Regions from separate parts of the Rattus norvegicus genome. Here region 2 is linked to region 1. A link is a contact called in public Hi-C data. All regions are on one chromosome and are shown on one strand. Each heading gives the region's core, a stretch centred on a gene start, on an enhancer-like site or on the middle of the called end of the contact. The rest is flanking DNA. Distances are from core to core; before and after follow the strand shown.

Region 1 (4,334 bases), core at 730-3,229:
TTGAAAACAAAGAAATTGACAACTAAAGATACAGAACATATAAATGAAACATTTAATCCAAGCCCAGAATACCAACAGCAGCAAAAATCCCCCTTAGAAAGGGAATTAGCGGGACTACTGGTAAAAAAAAATAAAAAATAAAAATAACAATGTAAAGATATGTAGACAATAGCTAGCAGCTAGGTGCTGGTGGTGCATGCTTTTAATCCCAGCACTAGGGAGGCAGAAGCAGGAGAATCTCTGTGAGTTTCAGCCAGCCTGGTCTACAGAGCAAGTTAGTTCCAAGACAGCCAGGGTTACACAGAGAACCCTGTCTTGAAAAACCTTATTTAAAGAGAGAGAGAGAGAGAGAGAGAGAGAGAGAGAGAGAGAGAGAACAGCAAGGCATCATATATAATTTCTTGGTTTTAATCAACACAGCGCTGTGTTCTTTAAGAAAACAGTTTCATCTTTATGACGCGGATGATGAAGTCCTTGAGGGCGTGCCAATCATTCCTCAGGGATGGTTGGGGAGATGTATGCATTTGCAGAGAGTGAAGCAACTAGGAATGCTTCTGTTGGAAGGATCTGGGTGAAGGGCATTGAGGAATTCTTTATATAGCTTTTGCAGCCTCTCTCTGGTTCTGAAATTAGCTCATTAATAAAAGGTTAAAAGGGTGAAAGAATGGGGGGGCTCCGTGGGTAGGCTCTCTGGGGTCCTCATCCTTATCCTTTCTCCTGCCCAGAATAAGGTTGCAATGCAGGAGAGAGAAGAGCCGGCAAGAGTCGCAAAGCGAGCCAGGCGGGCGTCCTGCCAGGCAGACAAAACTTGGAGCCCACAGGATACCCTAGGGAGTCACCCTGCCTACTTCCAGGTATCTTATCTGAGACACTCTTCCCTGTTCTGTTACAATACACACAAAAGATGTAGCAAAGTTAAGTAATCTGTCCTACAGGTGTAGCTCAGTGGTTATGACTGTCAGCATGTGTAGGCCCTGGTTTCTATCTTTTTTTAAAGATTTATTTCTTTATTATATATAAGTACACTGTAGCTGTCTTCAGACACACCAGAAGAGGGCATCAGATCTCATTACAGATGGTTGTGAGCCACCATGTGGTTGCTGGGATTTGAACTTAGGACGTCTGGAAGAGAAGTCAGTGCTCTTAACCACTGAGCCATCCCTCCAGCCCCTGGTTTCTATCTTTTTAATTAAAAACAAGAAAAAGATTTACTTACTTGTATTTTATTTGCATGAGTGATTGGCCTACATGTATGTTTTCAAACCATGGATAGGCTGCCCCTAAGGTGGTTGTAAGATCACGTGTCAGATCCCCAGAACTGGAGTTGTGACCTTCTGTGTGCATGCTGGGAACTGAGCCTGGGTTCTCTGCAAGAGAAGCAGCAAGCTCACTTAACCTTTGGGCCACCTTCGGAGTCCCTGGCTAAGCATCATGGCGGGTGGGGGTGGGGAGGGATGGTTTTCTCAAGACCAGTTCTAATGCGGCAGGATTTTAAGAGAAACCATCTAGATTTGCAAAGAAAATGTACCTTTTCTGCTTTATTCCATGCCAAAGGCAGGCCTCACCCTGTGTAACAGGAAAAACACTTCCTAGTTGACTCAAGTAAGCACTACATGAAAGAGAAAAACTTCCTAGTTGACTCAAGTAAGTACATGAAAGAGACTTGCAGGGCTTCTTGTTGGTGGTTGCGGCGCGCGCGAGAGAGAGAGAGAGAGAGAGAGAGAGAGAGAGAGAGAGAGAAAGAGAGAGAGAGAGAGAAAGAGAGAGGGGGGGGGATTGCACAAGAGCGCCAGTTCAGTGTTGGCTGAATCAATAATTCAAGAAACCAAGCACATCTGTCTTTTTGTGTGCTGGTACAGTGAGCTATTTTTAAGCGTGGGCGGGGGGGGGGGTCACTGTGTTTATGTGGGTGATGCTTAATAAGGCTGCAGAAGTGAGTCAGCAATTTCACTCGTTTCTTGGATCTCACACCCGGCACTTTCTCCCCTCCCAGTCCCGCCTAGAAGCCCTCTGACCCTGTTCCAGTCAGCTTCTCCGACTGTCTACCTCCACCTCGGGGGAGGGTAAGGATACCATGTAACGAGTTCTAAGAGCCAAATGGTTCACCCGGAGGTGGAGGGCAAGGCTGCCGCATAGGAAGGACCCTTCTTCCCAGCTGCCAAAAGAAAACCCAAACTGCTGTGTGAGGGAGCTCCAGCCAGGGCCGAGCGAGCATGGGCTGAGCTTCTCAGAGCTCTAGCCTGCGGAAGGGAAGCTGCAGGAAGGCACTGAGTGCGGCCCAGATCTATCTGTGCCTCAGGCCCTCCTGCGGGTCCTCACCATGTTCCCATCTGAGACTGCTTGGATTCCCTATTGCTGCCTCACACACTGAGGCCAGGCCTCTAGGCACATTTTCTTTTTAAATCTGGACAGAGTTCAGTTTTCATTGCAATCCCGCCGCTTTGAAACTGTGGTCTTGAGAAAATGACTTTGTTTCCCCAATCCCCCAACCCCATGATGCTTAGCCAGGGGCTGTGGGCGATGACTCAGTGGTTAAGGGCTAATACAGGCTCAGATGAAATGTGTTCATCAATGTGTCACTGCTTGGCTTTGATTAAAATGGTGTGGATCCTGAACGTTTCTTTAAGTTCCTGACTTCGACCGTACCATCAAATTAATGCTGAAACCATCATTTTGCTCTGGCCCAGATTTTAGGCCCAGACCTAGTTAGCAGCCTTTCAGGAAGGAGAGTGGTTCCCATATCCTAAGGAGACCTCAGAGGTTTTGTTGTTTGAGATGGGACCTTACTCAGGTCTGGCTGGCCCACAACAAACTGATCCTCATGCCCCTGCCCTCGGAGCCCTGGGATTGAGGGTGTGTGGTCTCACACCGGCTATTTGTTTCTTAGCTGTACATGTAAGGTGTATGTGTGTCAGTGCCACCATGCTCATGTTGGGCTAAAGGGACAGTTCTCCCCTTTGGTCTGGGCAGCCTGCATCTCAGGTATTTTATGGTAGAGACAAATACTTGGTAGATTTTCTGGGGCTTGGCTCTGGGTCACTTTGGGTCTCACAGACCTCGTGGCTCTGTTTTGGAGAGACACGTTTAGTAGGTAGAGAGAAGGAGAGGAAGGCAAGTTGGGGCTTTTCTACCTCTTTATCTCTTGGCTTAGTCAGTGTTCTATTGTTGTGAAGAGACGCCATGGCCAAGTCAACTCTTAGAAAACAAAACGTTTAATTGGGGCTGGCTTACAGTTCGGAGGTTCAGTCGCCATCATGGAAAGGAATGGTGGCACGAGGCACGCACTAGAACGGTAGCTGGGAGCTACTTCCTGATCCACAGGAGGAAACCCCAGGCCTGGTGTGGGCTTTTGAAACCTCAAAGCCTACCCTCAGTGACACACTTCTTCTAACAAGGCCACACCCACTTAACAAGGCCACACCTCCTGCTCCTTCTAGTCCCTTCATCCAGTGCCACTCTTTCGTGACTAAGCCTTCAAATATGAGACTACGGGCGCCGTTCTTATTCAAACCGCCACATCTGCCTCCAGTTATTTCCTTTCTGGTAGAAATACTGTGTGATACAAAATTCCTCAGATTAGGTAACAGTGTGCTCTGCTGAAGGATTTGCACAGCGACGACGGGATGGATGCTACCAGTATGCTAATGCAGCCTCTGTCTCTCAGTGTGTCTGTCTACTCTTCTTACTTTCCCACCTCTTCACACCACTGTCCAGGGCCTTCTGAGTAGCTGCCAGGGAATAAAGTCTACACCCAACTCTCTTCTTCAATGTACTTGTCTGTCTGTGACAGTCCTGGAGTCTCCACCTGCAAGTTATTCTGCTGAGCCCTTTCTGGTTTTCTGGCAGCAGGGGAGGGGGTGGGGGGGAGGCTGGGGAGTGCAGCATTGGCATACCATCATCAACTCCATTAAAGAACTGGAATTGGGGGACTGGGAATGTGCTGAATGGGAAATAGCATGTTTAGCATGTTCACAACAGTTGGTCTAGGTCCCACCAGTTTATACACACACACACACACACACACACACACACACACACACACACACACACTCGGGGAGGAGTTGGAGTGGAGGTGGTGACTAAAATAAAACAAACAAACAAACAAACCTGGAAAGGGAGGGGCGGGACTTTGAAGGTGCAGGCTGGCTAGCTTTGGAAGCTTCTAGTCCTAGAAGCTCAGGCTAATTTGACAGACTACATTCTGTTCTCAAGAGACGGGGCAGCCTTGATAGTCAGCCTGCCACCTACTCCATGGGCCACCAGCAAATAGAGACAGACAGCTGCAACTTGCCCTGTAACCTGGGCTTGCTGGAGAAGGGGCTGTGACTCTATAA
Region 2 (4,334 bases), core at 461-2,960, 170 kb before region 1:
ATTCAGTTTTAAACCTTTGAAACCTTAAAAATATTTCAGTAGGAATGTAACCAAAAGAATAATATTTAACTCCTTATACATTAGACAACTGACCAGTTTGAAAAAACTTCATCCAATGCAATGAATCTCACCAAGCCGTGGCCTGCAGAAAAAGGTTTAAGCTGTCTTACAGATCTAAGCCTATCACTTAATCCTAACTTTTAAGCTCAGTGACCAGCAGGGCTGACTGTTAGGGTTAAAAAAGAAAATGTTGATGACCACTGTGAGTAACAGTTAATTTCCTACTGGTCATTTCTGGGGTCACACCTCCTCAACACTCTAGTCTGCAATCATCGCACTGTTTATAAAGAAAGACGTTCACCTTTGGCACAGAAGACTGGATCTGGCGGCTCATTCCGGTGAGCCCAGTACTCTAGCAATGACCCATATACACCCCCAGCCCCAGCTCCATTTTTTTCTCATTGGCAATAGCACCTCCAGGCTGGTATTCCTTCTGCCTCAGCTTCAAAAATAGCTGGACGTGTGCGTCTTCTGGAAGTACAGGCCTTTACCACTAAGACTTCCTTCTAAAATTGTGTGTTTTATAAACAAGCCCTTTAAAATGTAACTTGCTCAAAATTACAGAGCAAGTTAAGGACATATCTAAAGTATGAGGGGAAAGCTGTAAGATTCCAACAGTCAAAGTTTCTTCTCAATGGGAGGAAACTTCTAGAGACTGAAGCCAAGCCTTCGGCATTTTAAACTCGAGTCTAAGGCTGAGTTATAACCTCAGCTCAAATCTCAGACTTTCTCAACACAAAATATTAACACTATTTCTTTTAAAAAAAAAAAAAATCAGATAAGTCTTAACTGTGTGAGGGTCATTTTTAAAAACTCTAGATGACTAGAACGTCTCAAGCCAAGAAAGATGATAGCATATATGCACTAGGCACTTCTCCGATACCCAACTTAATGGCAATTACACAACTCTCATTTCACACATATATTTTTTTCTGGACAGGTCTAGGCATATTCCTAGACAGCAAAATGAAGCTGACAAGCTATACTATAAACTTACTATACATCCTGAAATTATATTCTGATTTTCCCCTTGCTGCATCATACACACTTGACAGAACTGCTTAGGACAGGCCTTTCACGTCCTCATTCTACTGTCAACCGCAAGTGAGGAGTAAACCCACCAGGGAAGTGACTTTACGCAAGGGCCAGATCTTTACAAACAAGAACTTTGCTTGCAAAGTACAAAAGCTGAGATCGAGTACAGAACTCATGCACGCCTTGCCAAAAAACGTTTCCTGCAAGGGGAACCCAATTCCAGATGGAAGGTGTCCTGACAAGCAGAGCAGTCTAAAATTTATGCCCACGACTAAGTTCCTAGCCCAACCTGCCCGGGCCGCAGCTCATCAGTAAGTGCCCTTTAAAGTCATCACCTTGAGGAGACAGGCTCTGTCATAGTGCTCGCAACCCCGCGGCCCTGGAGCCGGGCTGCGGACGCCATCTTCCTGCGCCGTCGCCGCCATCTCCTCCTCCTCCTCCTCCTCCTCCACCTCCCTCCACACAATCCACAGAACCTTCCCCCAGCTTGGAAGCCACGCCTTAAAGAAGCAGAGCCGGTCTGATACCCCTCCTCCTCGGAGCAGAGGCCACTACAGTCAATATGGCGGATGATCACGTGATCTGGAGCAGCCGGATGTCCGGTTCCTGGAGGAAGGGGCGAAAGCCAAGTGAGACGCTTATTCCGTCGTCGACGTTAGTCGCTGTCGTCGCTGCTAACGGTAATAACTCTTAGGTTGGCTCTTCTTCCCCCCCCCCATTGCTGCCAGCCCAGATTGCGGGGCGAAGGGGACCACTGCGACGCCGGGCGGGCGCTGCTGTAGGCCGCCCTGGGCCGCCAGCGCCTGTGAGGAGCGGCCCTCCCTCTGCTCGGCCCGCGGCCGCCTCCAAAAGGGGCGGAGCTCGGCGGCGGCGCGCGCAGCTCCTAGAGCCCGCGGTTGGTCGGTTCTACTTTCCCTCCGCCTCCTTTAAAAGAGGTACCTGTCACCATCCAAGATATGGGAATGAAAAGTGAAAAAAAGCAGGCACACAGATGGGTAGGGGGAGAACACCACTGCATTAAATGAGATCACAACTTGGAGCGACACTGGAAGGACAATCGTGTGCGGTGTCCCCGGGGAAGGGGACGCTCAGGCTGAAAGTTTAGTGGCAAACAGTACATCAGCAGGCGTTAGTGGGCACAGACCTGTGGGAGAGAAAATCTGACCCCGTAAGAACATGAGAAAAATAAGCCCACAAAGTTGGAATCTCAGACCTCAAGGTGCATAACTAGATGTCAGCTCTTACAAAATACCAAGACTTTTATAAAAATACCAAGAACATTTTATCAGCAAAACCAGACGTTGGGATGGGGGCGAGGGGAGGCGATTGTCTAGGAGGAGATGCCTTTGGCTTAGCCCTAAAGTTACTAACGCATTTTAATTCTCTTACAGTTTTGTTATGTTGCTAAAATCATGGTGAAATGTTGCTCGGCCATTGGATGTGCTTCTCGCTGTTTGCCAAATTCCAAGTTAAAAGGACTGACATTTCATGTGTAAGACTTGCTGTACTCAGCAGAATACTTTTAACTTTTACTAAAAATTACTCTACCCGAGTCTGCAGTTACAAGTTTTTGTTCCCAAGTTCCTTTAAAATAACCTCGTTAAAATTGACAGTGGTTCCTTTGTAATGTGCAAGTTTTAAGTGCCAAGGAATGAAAGACGAGATAACACCACCACCAAAAATCAAATACCACCACGCACAAATTGTCAGAGTCACCTTTGCTAATGTTTGTATTCTAACTCTATTAAGTTCACTATTGTTTATATGTATTTACAATCTAAATGATGGTTCTTTGTTTAAATATCCATACCTTCTATTTAGAAATAGATGAGGCAAAGCTGTTCACTATATACTACAAATTCAGACCAAGGATTATTTAACTGCATTGCGGATAGAGTTTGAGAATTCTAATTTAGCGTTAGACCATTCCTGTGATATCCATAGGAAGGATCTAATAGGGTTTAATAAATATACTTAGGATTTTTGTGAAGCTGAAAAGGGAAAGATCTAGTTACTTTAACTAGGCATGGAAATAAAAGGTGTGTATGTGCTACTGTATCCCAAAACAATATTGAACCAGCTTGGAAAGTTTGAGAAATCTGATTACTGCCTCCCATCTGTCAGAATAGTAGCTCCAGAACTCTAGACTCTGGAGCTGTTCTCTGCATGCGTTCACAAAGCATTTATAGACCTGCTATACATGAGTTGCTGTACAAGTAATTTTCAGGTTTGACAGAGAAGCAAAAGCACAAGAGGCCCTCCTAGTCATTGAGGACAAATTCTGGATATCACCTCAGAAAGGGAAAGGCCAGAGGTCTTCTGTAGATAAAGAAAAACCTTTTATTGCAAATCTTGATAAAATATGCTAAATGGCCATTGAAACATTCATAAGATATGATAAAAATTTAAAGGCCATGTGTATAAAGAATGGTTGGCAGAAAAGTCTGGATATTGAAACTGAGCTATAAGGCCAACAGAATGTCTTAGCTGGTAAAGGCAGTTGTCACAAAGACTAATGACCTAAGTTCAGTAACTAGGAATCACATGATGGAAGGAGAGTGAATTCCCACAAACTGCCCTTAATCTATACTACCTATGCTGCGGAATGCTTATGTGCATGTCTACACGCACATATACACAAATGCACATACACACGCGCGCACAGATACATAGACATGTAACTTTTTAAATTTGTTATATAACCAGGAATCATGATTTCTGAAATATTCAGTTTGAAGATATCAATAGTATTTGGATTTAAAATATATTTTTACTGTTTTTTAGATTCCCCACAGATGAAAACATCAAAAGAAAATGGGTGTTAGCCATGAAAAGACTAGATGTGAATACTGCAGGCATTTGGGAGCCCAAAAAAGGAGATGTGCTGTGCTCGAGGCACTTCAAGAAGACAGACTTTGACAGAAGCACTCCAAACACTAAGCTGAAACCAGGAGCCATCCCTTCTGTCTTTGAGTCTCCCTGTCACTTACAGGTTTGTTATGAGCTGTGGGCACTCACTCGGTGACAATTCTGAAGCCCTTTCAGTACCTGTGTTGGATGAGTGTGCTGCTTTCTTCATTTGAAGTGTATTCTGTGAGTTTTCATAGACTGCAGCTTCAGCTTTCACGATTCATAGGCCAATAGCTTCTCATAAATATACGTTACCAGGGTCTAGATAAGTAGACTGATGTAGAAAAATGTTTTAATTCAGAACTAGTGTCTTAAAAACAGAGAAGATT

Evidence for each region. A called contact is a pair of places that touch in the nucleus more often than the background predicts.
Region 2: a Hi-C map of Schwann cells shows a contact between it and region 1, with 5 times the contacts expected there. The contact joins the promoter of Thap6 here to the enhancer-like site in region 1. A contact is called at or near these places in 3 of 12 Hi-C or Micro-C datasets (Schwann cells, liver and mammary epithelial cells).

What each region holds. Positions count from the first base shown.
Region 1 is chr14:16,225,781-16,230,114 of GRCr8, reverse strand. It overlaps a transcript of G3bp2 not described here. Among named protein-coding and RNA genes, the nearest start is that of Uso1, 12 kb to the right of the region's middle. Within about 2 kb of position 1,979, at least 51 of the 93 cell types and tissues checked have an H3K27ac peak or open chromatin away from gene starts, as enhancers often do. A contact at or near this core is called in Schwann cells and liver, where this site is marked.
Region 2 is chr14:16,395,111-16,399,444 of GRCr8, reverse strand. Thap6 (THAP domain containing 6) reads left to right here and starts at 1,710. Exons shown (of 5, transcript NM_001107209.2): 1 at 1,710-1,775; 2 at 2,487-2,587; 3 at 3,880-4,087. The coding sequence starts at 2,508. Rchy1 (ring finger and CHY zinc finger domain containing 1) reads right to left here and starts at 1,912. Exons shown (of 9, transcript NM_001007618.1): 1 at 1,431-1,912. The coding sequence starts at 1,520.